Linked DNA regions of Sus scrofa: region 2 is linked to region 1. The links are chromatin contacts, called in public Hi-C maps. All regions are on one chromosome and are shown on one strand. Each heading gives the region's core, a stretch centred on a gene start, on an enhancer-like site or on the middle of the called end of the contact. The rest is flanking DNA. Distances are from core to core; before and after follow the strand shown.

Region 1 (6,681 bases), core at 2,445-4,944:
CATACTCTTTTGAGTGTTCTTATCCACCTCTCCAATTTAATTCATCCTCCACTTTTACCATATTGCTGTAACTATTCTGATCTGTACACAGATCCTGGCAAAATCCCCTCTTTGGACATCCTGGCCTTTGTCCAGGATGTTCCTCCTGAATGCAATACCTTAAGCATCTCACAAATTTCTTCTCAGCCCTCAAGAGTCAACACAAGAGTCTCCTCCTCTATAAACAGTTCCCTGGCCTCCTTTCCACACCCCTTTGGTCATCATGTCTATCTCTTGTCATCATGAACAGGTCACATCCCTCTATTAGAGTGCTGATCACATTGTTCTGTGACTATTTTTGGCAGCACCTGCAGCATGAGGAAGTTCCGGGACCAGGGATCAAACCCGTGCCCAACAGTGTCAATGCTAAATCGTCAGACCACCAGAGAACTCCTATGACTACTTTTTTTTTTTTAGGGCCATAGCCAAGGCAAATGGAGGTTCCCAGGCTAGGGGTCTAACTGAAGTTGTACCTACTGGCCTACACCACAGCAACACAGGATCCTTAACCCACTGAGCAAGGCCAAACCTACATCCTCATGGATGCTAGTCAGATTTGTTAACCGCTGAGCCGCGATGGGAACTCCTATGACCACTTTTTAAGATGTCAGCCTTGCCTAGACTGAGCTACTGTTGTACCCACAGCAGTTTGTTCATCACAGAATGAGTGAATGTATAATTTTGTATGGGTCAATAACTCCATTATTGATTACTCAGTTGACCCTTGTTTGAAAACGTACATTTTTCTAGATTTTACAGTACAAATATAGTTTTAGAACTTCCTTCTTAAAGTCTAATTTCAACATATGGATGTTTTCCTTCATTAAAAATCTCAGCAGCAGCCAGTCTAACCTGAGATATTTGTCTTGAAATTGACCCAATGAATATTCTCCATTCAATAACTACTCTGGCAAGTAAAAGCGTGCAGGATTTCCAAAATCAATACATTAGGTCAGTGTCTGAGGCACAGCGAGGTTCACAACAGGCAAAACAGTGTAACACCACGTGTTTTCATTTCTCAGTGCTAATCACTTCTGATGTGAAGATAAAACTGTCAGACGCCATCAATGTTTACCATCTCCCTCCACCCAACAGAAGGCTTTACTTTCTCCTTTTCAAATAATTTCAGCAAACTTTGGTAGAGAAGAATGATTTTTTAAACAAGAAACTTTTAAATAGGTCATTGTTATATAAGAGTAATAAAGAACACATTCTGAATTCATTCGGGGAATATTCTAAAGTTCTCTGTCCACTTTACCTCTTATCACTTTCCAGGTTAAGACTTAAGATTTCCCAAAGTATACTTTTAGGTTTCAATCTTTGGGGGAAGTCTCGATTTTTCACAATTCCATTACCCATCAATGTCTTGATTCATTTCCGCTGCTACTAGCCGAGTTCAAATCTGAAAAAGTCTAACTAAGGGGCTCTGAGACTAGCTATGGGACCTGGGCAATTTCTACTACTCACCATATGAAAATATGAAGACCTACACCTCAGGGTCATAGTAAGTACAAATGAAATAGTATTCAGGAGAGGGCCTGGCATCAAGCAGGAGCTAATCAACTGTAAGGAACCTTCTTTTCTCTTTCTCTCCTCCCCTCTCCAGTCCTCCATCTTCGACTTCACAGCAGACTCATACTGAACTGTTAATGGGATCTCCTTACTAACCCAAGTAGAATCCCTCCAAAACTTCCCTACAGCCTAGGACAGGGGTTCTCAAAATGTGGTCCCCAGACTGGCAGCAGCTCCATCAACTGAGAACTGATAAGAAAGGGAGATTCTCATGCTCCATACCTCCTGAACCAGAAACTCTGGAGGCAGGGTCAAGTCTGCCAGCTGATGGTGATATATGCTCAAGTTTGAGAACCACTGCCTGAGGATAAAGTCCTGTGTGGTATTGAAGGGTTTCTCAAACCAGTCTTCTTCTACTTACTGCACTTCTCAGACCTCTCCTAGGGTTTACTCAGTATCTTACCATCTTCCAAACCTGCTGCTTACTTTCCCAATTGAAATTTTACTCGCCTGCTACATCCTTCCTCACCATGACCCCTCTCCTATTCAACCCAGGTTCAACCCACTGTTTTCTTAAATCCCTTCCTGACTATCATGGTTTCTAGGTTTTCCTCTTTTTAATCCAAATTATTTTTGAGTACTCAGGTGATAATCTGCAGAGGTCATAATCTGGTTGTTCCTGGCCCACAGAGGGTGTGCGAGTGCAAAACTAAATTGGTTGCCAGTAACATTAAAAATCAAGAAAAGGGAGTTCCCGTCATGGCGCAGTGGTTGACGAATCCAACTAGGAACCATGAGGGTTGCGGGTTCTATCCCTGCCCTTGCTCAGTGGGTTAGGGATCCGGCGTTGCCTTGAGCTGTGGTGTAGGTCGCAGACGCAGCTCGGGTCCCGCGTTGCTGTGGCTCTGGTGTAGGCTGGCGGCTACAGCTCCGATTAGACCCCTAGCCTGGGAACTTCCATATGCTACAGGAGTGGCCCTAGAAAAGGCAAGAAGACAAAAAAAAAAAAAAAAAAAAAAAAAAGTCAAGTCACAAAAAACACAGATTTGGGGGCTGTGCTGGACAAAATGTGATCTGTGTATGAGAGCGCCACATTCCTACACCACAACAATCAGCTGAGGGGCAAAGTCTCAACCACTTACCAGCACCTTCCACACCAAATGTAGGCTTTTAGGCGTCTTAAAATACCTCAAACTCTAACTTACATTTCTTAGTTACATGTAACTTTTCAAGTTTTTTTTGTCCTTCCTCACAGACTACAGTGTTTAAAACAACTGAACCGTCCTGACCTTTTTTCTTATTACCTTGAATACAAAACGTTACTACATGAAAGAATATTCTGGACACTGTACACTTCAAAACAATTGGGAATCTGCACAGGTTTTCAAGAAACCTTTGACTTTCTACAAACTTGGAAAAGCTATAGTAGTGTTTATTTTCCAAAGAATATGTATTAGGACACAACTCTCAAGGTAATAAGAAATTTTACATGCTATTTTGGCTGAGGTTGTCTTTCATGTTTTAATGAGAAAGGCAAATTATTTGAATCCAGTACGTTTGCTAGAAGAGACCAAGCCCACGCCTGGCACAGTATTTGACAGAACATAGATGCTGTTTGTGACTTGGAGTTTGAACTCTACTTTTATATCCCGGATTTGATTCCATTAAAAAAAAAAAAAAAAAAGAGTTTTAATTTCACTCTTTGGTAGTGGCTACACATGACTATCGCTGCCTTTTTCCGACCCAGCCTCTGGTTCACCATTCGCCAAGCTTGGCAGCGGCAAAGTACCAGCCACCTTACCAAAACTGCCTTAATGTGACACAAGGGAAAACACACAAACCTGCCCCAAGTGATAAAATACTCTCAAACGCTGTTTAGAGAATTTCCTTTTTAAGGAGAAAACAAAACCAACCTTCCCTTTGAACCCAGTTTGCCGACGGCCTGCTCGTCCACATCCTGCCCAAACCCCCATCATCCACCTCAATAGTCTCCTCCTCCTTCCCCCGCCCCAAATCCTGCAGGGGGCGCCCCGGACGCCGAGATGGCCCCCCGGCCGGCGGCCCGTGGCGGGAACCCGGCCTTGACTCGTGACGCCGCACTAAGACTTCCCTGTAACTCACCCTCTCGAGGCCGCGGAAGTGCGGCCCCGCCCCGCCCCTTCCGCCGGACCTGTTCGCCCCGCCCCCGCCCTCGCCGGTGCGCAGGCGCCGAGCTCACTGCTGGCGCGTGGACCCCGGGGAGCGGCTGGGGGCGGAGCGCCGAGGTACGGGGCGTGGCGTCTGTCCCGGTGGACGTGGCCGAGGGCTTTGGGCGTGTGGCGCGGGCTCTTGAACATGAAGACTTCCGGGGCTGCGGTGGTGGGGAAGTCGACCGGCTGCCTCGTAGCGGAAAAGTGAGCGAGGCAGAACAGTTTACGGTCTTCACGGGTAGCTTTTTCGAGGGTAGGGTCCGTTCTCATGCTTGGCGAAGCCCGGGAGGTGGAGCCTGATCGCAGCCAGGCCCTTGCAGCCTGCGGCGGTCCGTGAACGCCGGCCTCTCCCTCATCTTCCAGTAAGCTTAGGTCTGAGGTGGAGGGCGAGGCATGGTATGTTTGACAAGCTGGAGAAATAAGGGGACTCAGACTTCGCAAAGCAGTTACCAACCTGTTGGAGTAAATGCTCAACGTTCAGCTTAAATGTAACTCAAGTTTTTAAAGCTTGGCGTAGTCTTTCACGGTTGAAAGACTAGCAGTTTTTTCTCTTGAAAGTTACCCATTCGTATTGATTAATATTTCCTAACCTGTACCCGGAGCCAGGACCCATGCTCACAGCCATCGCAAAGTCGCAAAGGGGGAAGAAGGTGAAAACCAACATGCTTAAGATTTGCGACCAGAATGGTAACTCATTTTTTTGGAAACCCTGTTAGATCCTGTAATAATTATTATCACCTGAATTTAATTGAGTTCTAGGACTTTTAGGAAAAACCGATGTCTCCCAAATCTTTGCTGTAATGTAATAAAGACAGCATCACTAGGCAATAGCAAGGATCAAATTACGGAGAATAAAAATATATGCTAGTATAATATTATGCTAATATTATAATTACTATCTGGAGCCAAGACCTCAGTCTTCATATGTGATTTGCGTAATTGCATACATTTGGGAGGGGTTAGACCTTATTTGATACGAGTTGACACTTATTGAATATAGAGCAATAAAAAGTGAATTAGTCTTCCTTAACATCTTTATTGTTTGGACTAAAAGACCACTACTTTTATCTCAGAGTAGTTGTAGACCCAAGAAAAATCACTTGTAGAAAATAAAAAGAGGGTCTAGTGGAATGAATGCATGGAGCAGTCAGACCTGGTTTCGAATAACAGCTCCTGAACACAGTAAATGCAATAAAGATAGAATTTGGGAGATGTTACTTCCTTTTTTTAACCTGGGGCTACTCATCTGTACAATGTTTCTGTGGGGTTTTTTGGTGTCAAATTTTAGGAAAGTTCAATTTTTATTACTTATGGAAATGAAGTTTGTAATTTAAAAACAATTTTTGTTTTCCCTTTTTAACCTTTAAGGCTGCACCTGCAGCATATGGAAGTTCCCAGGCTAGGGGTGGAATCTGAGCTGCAGCTGCTGGCCTATGCCATTACCATAGCAATGTGGGATTTGAGCCTAGTCTGTGACCTACACCACAGCTCACAGCAATGCTGGATCCTTAACCCACTGAGCAAGGCCAGGGATCGAACTTGCATCTTCATGGATACTGGTCAGGTTCTTTACTGCTGAGCCACAACAGGAACTCCTAGAAATGATTTTTAATCCTGCTTTTCACCCTACAAACTCTTTATAAACATTTTAGTGCATTTCACTTTTTTTTTTTCCTTATTCAGGCATTCCCTAAACTGTGTTCTCTGAAACATCAGGCCTCTGCAAAATGTTAATAGCTGCTTCGTGGAAAAAATTTACAGCATCAATACTGAGGAAAACACAAATTATTGGAAGTACACCGGTATAGCATTCTTGCCAAAATGTTTGGCCTGAATCTGTGAAGAAACACTCAGATAAATTCAGGATGTGATTTTCATGGACTTTTCAGGAATGTCAGTATCATGAAAGGCAAACAACAAAAGACAGAAGGACTGATCATCATTAATGGTAATCATGAATTAGAATTATGGATTTTTTACAGGACATTTTTTGGACAATTGGGAAAATGTGGAAGCATATACTTATGGAAGCATAATAGTTAAATTGACTTATATTTCTATAGTATTATAATTATTAGAAGAATGTTTTTGGAGTTCCTGTTGTGGTCAGCAGTCATGAACCTGACTAGTATCCATGAGGACTCTGGTTTGATCTCTGGTCTTGCTCAGCAGGCTATAGATCCAGTGTTGACATGAGCTGTGGTGTAGATCGCAGACAAGGCTTGGACCTGGCATTGCTGTGGCTGTGGTGTAGGCCAGCAGCTGCATCTCCAAGTCAACCCCTAGCCTGGGAACTTTCATATGCCAGGTGTGTGGCCCTTAAAAAGAAAAAAAAAAAATGGAGTTCCCGTCGTGGCTCAGTGGTTAACGAATCTGACTAAGAACCATGAGGTTGTGGGTTCGATCCCTGGCCTTGCTCGGTGGGTTAAGGATCCGGCATTGCCGTGAGCTGTGGTGTAGGTCGTAGATGTGGCTTGGATCCTCTGTTGCTGTGGCTCTGGCGTAGGCCGGTGTCTACAGCTCTGATTAGACCCCTAGCCTGGGAACCTCCATATGCCGCAGGATCAGCCCAAGAAAATGGCAAAAAGACAAAAAAAAAAAAAAAAAAAAAAAAAAAAATGAAAGCTTTGGTTCTTAGGAGATGCATGCTAAAATATTTAGGGTGAGGTCATGATATTTGCAGACTACTTTCAGATAGTCCAGGCCAAAAGAAAAAGTGTCTGCTGGGAGGAAATATGGTGCTGTGTTAATTATGGTTCTTTCAAATTTTCTGTAGGTTTGAAATATTCAGGATTAAGAAGTTGGGGAAAAGGTAGGTAACAACTATCTTTAAAAAAATGTATTGGTTATGTTTATAAGAAAATGCAGAATTCATTTATGTACATAGTTTTCTTATAATCTGACCTTGAAAAATAGTGTACCATATTTAAGAACTATAGGA
Region 2 (6,681 bases), core at 1,271-3,770, 270 kb before region 1:
TTGGAGCTGTAGCCACCGGCCTACACCACAGCCACAGCAACGAGGGATCCGAGCCTCGTCTGTGACCTACACCATGGCTCACGGCAACACTGGATCCTTAACCCACTGAGCAAGGCCAGGGATCGAACCTGCAACCCATGGTTCCTAGTCGGATTCGTTAACCACTGAGCCACGACTGGAACTCTGACATCCCAAATTATTTATCCACTTGATTTTTAAATCCATGGTAGCAACCTCCAGCTATTTACCTTCCTAATATTTTAGGTTAGTCTGATATTAACATTAGTTTATGTTCCCTAAACATATAGAGCTATTGCGAGTGTGATGCAGAGATACCAAGCTGAGATTTAAACAGAAGTTGTTCTGTCCCTATTTTCATTTTCTATTGTTGCGTACTACTTCAAATAATTTTTGGAAAGAGGTAGAGGCATGAATAAATTCAATTTAAAAATGCTCTTGGCTGTTGATAGTATACCTATATAATTAAAAGTTGACAGCATTTGCCTGTGTGCCTTTAAAAGGTCTTGGGAAATGTTCTCTACTTTGAGGAAAGGCCTAAAGTGTGTTTTCAATTATAGTGTACTAAGCATTGCAGAGAATCAGCAATTCAGGAAAAGGTGGTGGTGTGTCATGTTGTTGTCGTCCATATCCCAGCCAAAGGCTCTGAGGGAGCAGTGGTGAAGTGTTGGGATCATTCCATTTACCCCGGGTTAGATTTAAAACTCCTCACACCCAGGCCAATGAGTCTATTGAGAATGATGGGCTCTGATATGTCATTCATGTGCTAATTTCAAGTCCAATGCTACTGAGAGTCGTCAAAAATCATGGCATAAGTTGCGTTCCATCTGAGTTGAAAGGTAGCTCTATTTCCAATGGTAACTCGGGAAACCTTAACTACCAGTTTACTCCAGCCAATATTCAAGGAAGAGTTGGTTTAAGCAAGATGCTTTCAAACTTGACCACTCTCTGTTTGGTTTTAGATTGAATCTAAGCAGGTGTTTCCAAACCTGCTTCAGATGTTACTTGTTACTGGGAGGCTAGATCTTTCAAGGGATTTGGCAGTGGGGGTCCTGAGGTTTCATTATCAATGAAAAAAATCTTTTGGGAGATACAACACTCTTTAAGCTTCCCTAATAAAAATGTGAGGAATGAAAGCTTATTGTTATTTTTGAAAGGGTGTAGGGGTTTAACCCCCATGACTGTCTTGAACACCACTTCAGTTGTGAGAATTCAGTCAGAACCTCAAAGAGGCATTAGCTATCCATGCAAGCGCATGGAGTGTCATTTTAATGTTCTGTATCTTGGCCGTGCCTCCACCTTCTTTGATGAAAAAGTCTATTTTAAAATTTGTAAGAAAATATTTAACATAATAAGATGATGAGTCAGAGGTTTTAAAAAGCTTAAAAGGGAAAATGTAGTTAAATAATGCACCTTTTTATTTTTTAGCTACATCTGACTCATGACATATAATGTATTCTGCTAAGTTCAAAGTTTCCTCTTACAAAGAGAGTTTTATGAAACAACTCTTCTGCAGACTTTTTTTTTTTTTTTTACTTCAATTATAGTAGCAAGTTTTGGAGTTTAAATCATTAACAACCTCTGAGTGAACTTTTATCCAAATGACTGCAAGTCACAAAGAGAACAGTCCTCTTTCACCAAGTACCTTTTGTGCTGGAGTGAGACCCGTCCTTTTCTATTTTTCCCCTTTATGTCTCTCTTTGAAGAAAGATGTGTGATTTGTAAAGTAATGAAAGTATGTATCAGTTAATGAAAACCGCTATATTGAGCTCATAATGCAAACTGGAATTGCTTCAGGGTAAGCTTCACATACCTGTATTAGAGCAGGGAAAAAAAGTAAATTTCAGAAGTCAAGATTGCTGTGTGCACCATAGAGCATCGTGTAGCAGTTAAATCAGCCATCAGGAGTGACCTAATCTTATTTTTCCCCCTTTGTCAAGGAGCTATAATTTTCATTTAGGCAGCATTTTCCAGTTTTAACTCCACCGGACACTCCAAAACTGGGCACTTATTCCATCAACCTAGTTATTGATCTCACCATATGTTATCTTTTTCTTTTTGTTATTTTGATTGCAGTGTTTTTGGAGAGTGCGTGGAAGACTGTCACCTCCACAGACTTAAGGTGATGGGGAGAGAGAGTAATTCTTTTGTGACAAAAAGCCTGAAGGATTTTATACAGAACAAAATGTAGTCTAATAAACAAAAGAAAGTTAAGAGACAAAACCTATTTCCTTCTTAAAAAAAAAATCAGTAAGAATAATGAACTAATCGTTGTTTAAAGAGTGGGACAAACTTTTCCCCCCCTAGATTTGGCGAATAGCGGGATAAATTCGAAGAACTCCATCCCACCCCCGCACGCGCGCCCCCCATTCTTTCCAGCCAGAGCGGTTGCAAATCCCGGGCTGAGTCCGCCCTGGGAGCCTTAGGGCACCTTCCTCTTTGCTCTGTGTGTGTGTGTGTGTGTGTGTGTGTGTGTGTGTCTAGCTCTCGCTCTTTCCTTCAGTCTGTGCCTCTGTGTGTGTGTGTGTGTGAGTGTGTGTGTGACAGAGAGAGAGAGAGCGCGAGAGAGGAGAGAGCGAGAAAGAGAGCGAGCGAGCGAGAGAGCGAGCTGTGAGCTGTGCTGCCGCCGCCGCTGCCCTTTGATCCCGACATTAGTGTTAGGGGCTCGGAGACACAGCGCGGCCATAGACACCGCCGCACCGGCACTCATTTATTTATACCTCCCATCACACACGCGAGCATAGGACACACACACACACTCACACCTATTAGATCCGTTTCCATTGAAGAATATTACGCTCGGGGACAAGCCAGGTGCACGACCAAAAATTAAAAAAAAAAAAAAAAAAGGAAAAAAAGAAAGGAAAGAAAAGAAGAAAACCCCTCTTCTGGCTCCAGGAAACAAGCTTCAACCCATTGCACACACCGGAGAGAAGGGGTTTCCCCCTGCCCGCCCGCCCGCCCCCCCAACTACCTCCCCGCTCCTGCCAGTGTCTGCCTCTCTGCCCCCACGGGGGTTTATTTGATCTCACATTAACCGAGGAGGAGAATGTGAGAAAAGGGGGAAAATGCCCAGGAGGAAGCAGGAGCAGCCCAAGCGCCTTCCCTCACGTAAGTCATCCCTTCTCCACCTCCTCTCGTGCCATTTTCTCGCCCTCCCTCTCCTCTTTCCCCTCCGCAGCCTCCTCCGTTGTTTTCTGCATTAGTTTAGGGTTACAGAGGTGAAACTGACAAAGACACAGCCCGGGTTACTCCTCGTTTAGGTCTATGCTGAGGCAGCCATGTTGGTGATGATCAGCCCGGTGCCCTTTCTATTCTCTCTCTCTTTTTCTTTCTTTCTCTCCCCCCCCTCTTTTTTTCCTTGAGATCGGGCTTTTTTTCCCTTTCCCTCCCCCTCCTCACTCCGGGTTGCTGGGGGGAGGGGGCCAGAGAAGGGAGGAGGGGAGTAGCGTGGATGCCGGTTTTTTTTTTTTTTTTTTTTAATCGGGGGTGGAGGGGAGGTGGGAGAGGTTGGAATCTTTAAAAAAAAAAAAAATTCCTTGAGGATCGCGGTGCCTGAGGGTGCGGGGGTCGGGGCGCGCGGAGGGCTGGGGGCCGTGACATGGCGTTTGGGGGTTTCGGGGCGAGGGCGCGCGGCCGCCTGCCGGGTACAGGATCCAGGGAGAGGTCCGTCTCCGGCTAAAGGTTGCGCCGGGGTTGGTCGGCCCCGGAGCCGCCAGCGGCAGCGGCGGCGGCAGGAGCAGGAGGAGGCGGAGGTGGAGGAGGCGGCGGCGGAGGAGGGGAGTCGGGGGCGGGCGAGGCGGGAGCGGCTGGGAGGGTGTGGGGGCACCGCACACAAACACACGGGTACACACGCGCCGCCGGGCGGCTGCTCCCGCGGCGCCGGGGCGAGGGGGCGCGCCGGGGCGCGGGGTGGCCGGGCGGGGGGCGAGGCCGGGCAGCGGCGGGCGGATGTGGGGTGCGGGAGCTGCGCCGAGGCGGAGGCAGGAGGCAGGGCGGCTCGCGGCGCGCGAGGTCCCTGCAGAGCCGTGGGGAGGGAGGAGCAGGGCTCCTGGCCGCAATAAAATGCGGGGTCAGTCGGAGCAGACGGAGCCGGGCGAGACTCGGGCTCTCAGACCCCCCTCCCCGGAGAGCCTGAGCAGAGTCCAGGACTAAAGTGCATCACAGCCCTCCCCGGCTGCAGCCACACACACCAACTGGAGACACACACCCGCCGGCACGGCCCGGTCCCCTTCCCCTCCTCCACCCGCGCCCCCGGTCCCTCTACGCCCTCCCTCCGGCTTTTCTTTGCGAGACTCTTAACTTTTCCCCCACTCCCTCTCCAGCTCCCCCCCCACCCCAAATCTTTCTCCGCTTAGCGTGCTCCGAGATGCTGCTAAAGCTAAAAGTGAAGGAGAAAGAAGCAACTAAAAATATCCCCCGGGGCCGCCCGGCTCCTTGAATGCAGGGAGGAGGGGGCAGGGGAGAAGGCGTGGGGCGGGGTGACGGGGAGGAGGGGACGCCGGAGGCGCGGGAGGGAGCGGTCGGGGGAGACGGAGGGTCAATTTCTCTTCTCTCCCCCCGCACTGCTCCCCTCTCCCGGCGGTTTGGCGCGGCTCGTATCCCGATCCTGCAAAACCCGGGCTGGGGGCGGGAGCGGAGCCGAAACGCCCGCCCGCCCGCCGGGGTGTCAGGCCGACGTGGTCGGTCACCTGAAGTTCACGGAGGGTGGGGGAAGGGTTAAGGTTATGGTGTCTCGGGCTCGGGTTGTGTGTGAGCTTGTGTGTTTCCGCTGCAGACGGGCAGCGCTATCGATCTCCCCCTCGCGAATCTCCGCGGCGGTGCCTGCCCGGGAGACGGGCAGGGGGCGCGGGTGACTCTGGCCGGGCGCCCCCGCGCCTCGGTGTCACCCGGGCCGCGGCCAAAGTGGCGAGCAAGGGCACTTGCAGGCAGCCCGCTCCACAAACATTCCTCTTTCTTTCCCCTTCCCGGTACGCAGGAGTCGACGCACAGGGCTTGGGTTATGCTTTTTTTCCCCTTCCTTTAAAAAAAAAAAAAATGCCCCTGTGCAGTCCTTTCTTCGCCTGCCCGCTAGAGGTTCTGAGGATAATATCACATATGTAATATATATGCACAGAAAATCATTCGCAGGCGGCTGCGTGTGCAGGGAAATTTTGTGCGAGGAAAGAGAAGGCGGCGGAGTCGGGGAGGGCGAGTTGGGAGGCTCGGCGCTGCGATTCACAGAAAAGTCGCAGCAGTTGGTGGAAGTGTGTGCGTGCACATGGCCGGCCGGCCGCAGTTCCCAGCTCTTTTCGGGGGCGTGCGGGGGCCGGGAGAGGAGGCAGGAATCCTGGGGCGGGGAGGGGGTCGGAGGAGGCTTGCCCTGCTCCGACAAAATGGGCTTCAGTGTTCTCTGCGAACTTGCCCTTAGATGGCAACTTTGGGAGCTGATGAGCTTGTGTGCGAAAACCAGGGCGGCGAGGTTATTTGGTCATTTTCCTTTCTTCTAAAAAAAAAAAAAAAATGTTGGCGGGGTTAAAGGGGAGGGTAGGAGAGAAGGGATTTATCTGTTTGGTTGTGACGGAGACGGAACGCCTTCCCTCCCGTTGTGTGTAGTGCAGCCGGGCAGCTGCAGCCTGCCCTGCTGGTGACCTTGACCCTGACCTCGTGCGACTACCCTCTCTGTCTGAGAGGAAATTCAGGCTCCATTTTAGCTCGTGTGTTTGGTGGGCCTTTCCAGTGTGCTGGGGCCTGGTGATTAAGTTATATTTTGAGAATGGGCTCTCCTACCCTGTTCTCTAATTGAATACTGTTATCCCACTCAGTTTAAAAAAAAAAAAATCAACTCTTTATTTTAGTCACATAAAGCCACTTTTTTCACTGAAGTAAGAAGCAATTACCTTTTGGGAACACCGTAAAAGTCCCTCCAGTTTTAAAAGAGAAGCCTAATTTGCAATGCTTTTCCACTTACCTTTGCTTTGAATGGATTTTTGTGGATGTGTGCTTGGTTTACACATGTTTTGTAAGCAATTTGCATTTGAGCTAAGAGCAATTTCTGGGCAAATGGTGTATGTTGCAATTCAGACACAGTAACCCAAGACTTGCCAAGTGCTGAATGAGTCTTGAAGGAACTTGCAGTAGTGTGGACTTCAGTAAAATTAGTGTTAATTTGTATTTAATGTAGAATATAATTGTAGTCCTAAATTCCAGTTTTGATGCTAAGTTCTATGTTTGTTTATTTGTGTATGGGGCCAGAGTTTTTCTTTCCCCAGAGAACCATTCCATATCAGTTAAAATATAGTGAGTTGAGAATTAAGATTGCCCTAATAGAAGCCATGCCGAGTCTTTAAGAAGTTATATGGGCAGACAATATTTTGCCATCAAAGAAAGTGATGCGTGTGGTTTTCTGGTGGGAAGGGTCGAAGAGGGGATGAAATGGGAAAGACTGCTTTTGACACCAAAGATATAAATGGTTCAGAACTTCTATTGATAATAATGTTTTGAGAATTTAGGGAACCTTAAACACACGTTTAAGAAGTTGAAGTAGGGAGTTTCCGTCATGGTGCAGTGGTTAACAAATCCGACTAGGAACCATGAGGTTTCGGGTTTGATCCCTTGCTTCACTCAGTGGGTTAAGGATCCGCCTTGCAGTGACCTGTGGTGTAGGTTGCAGGCGAGGCTCGG

Evidence for each region. A called contact is a pair of places that touch in the nucleus more often than the background predicts.
Region 2: a contact with region 1 is called in a Hi-C map of embryonic fibroblasts, with 3 times the contacts expected there. The contact joins the promoter of ZNF827 here to the promoter of LOC100523624 in region 1. A contact is called at or near these places in 4 of 47 Hi-C or Micro-C datasets (embryonic fibroblasts, fetal heart ventricle and fetal skeletal muscle) and 2 of 2 datasets of contacts at active chromatin or transcription factors (alveolar macrophages and skeletal muscle).

Annotation. Positions count from the first base shown.
Region 1 is chr8:82,861,135-82,867,815 of Sscrofa11.1, forward strand. It overlaps LOC100523624, which reads right to left and starts at 3,695. Exons shown (of 13, transcript XR_002346751.1): 1 at 3,673-3,695. It overlaps LOC102165892 (a long non-coding RNA gene), which reads left to right and starts at 3,833. Exons shown (of 8, transcript XR_002346753.1): 1 at 3,833-4,427; 2 at 5,424-5,688; 3 at 6,517-6,552.
Region 2 is chr8:82,594,040-82,600,720 of Sscrofa11.1, forward strand. ZNF827 (zinc finger protein 827) reads left to right here and starts at 2,521. Exons shown (of 13, transcript XM_021101536.1): 1 at 2,521-3,129. The coding sequence starts at 3,087.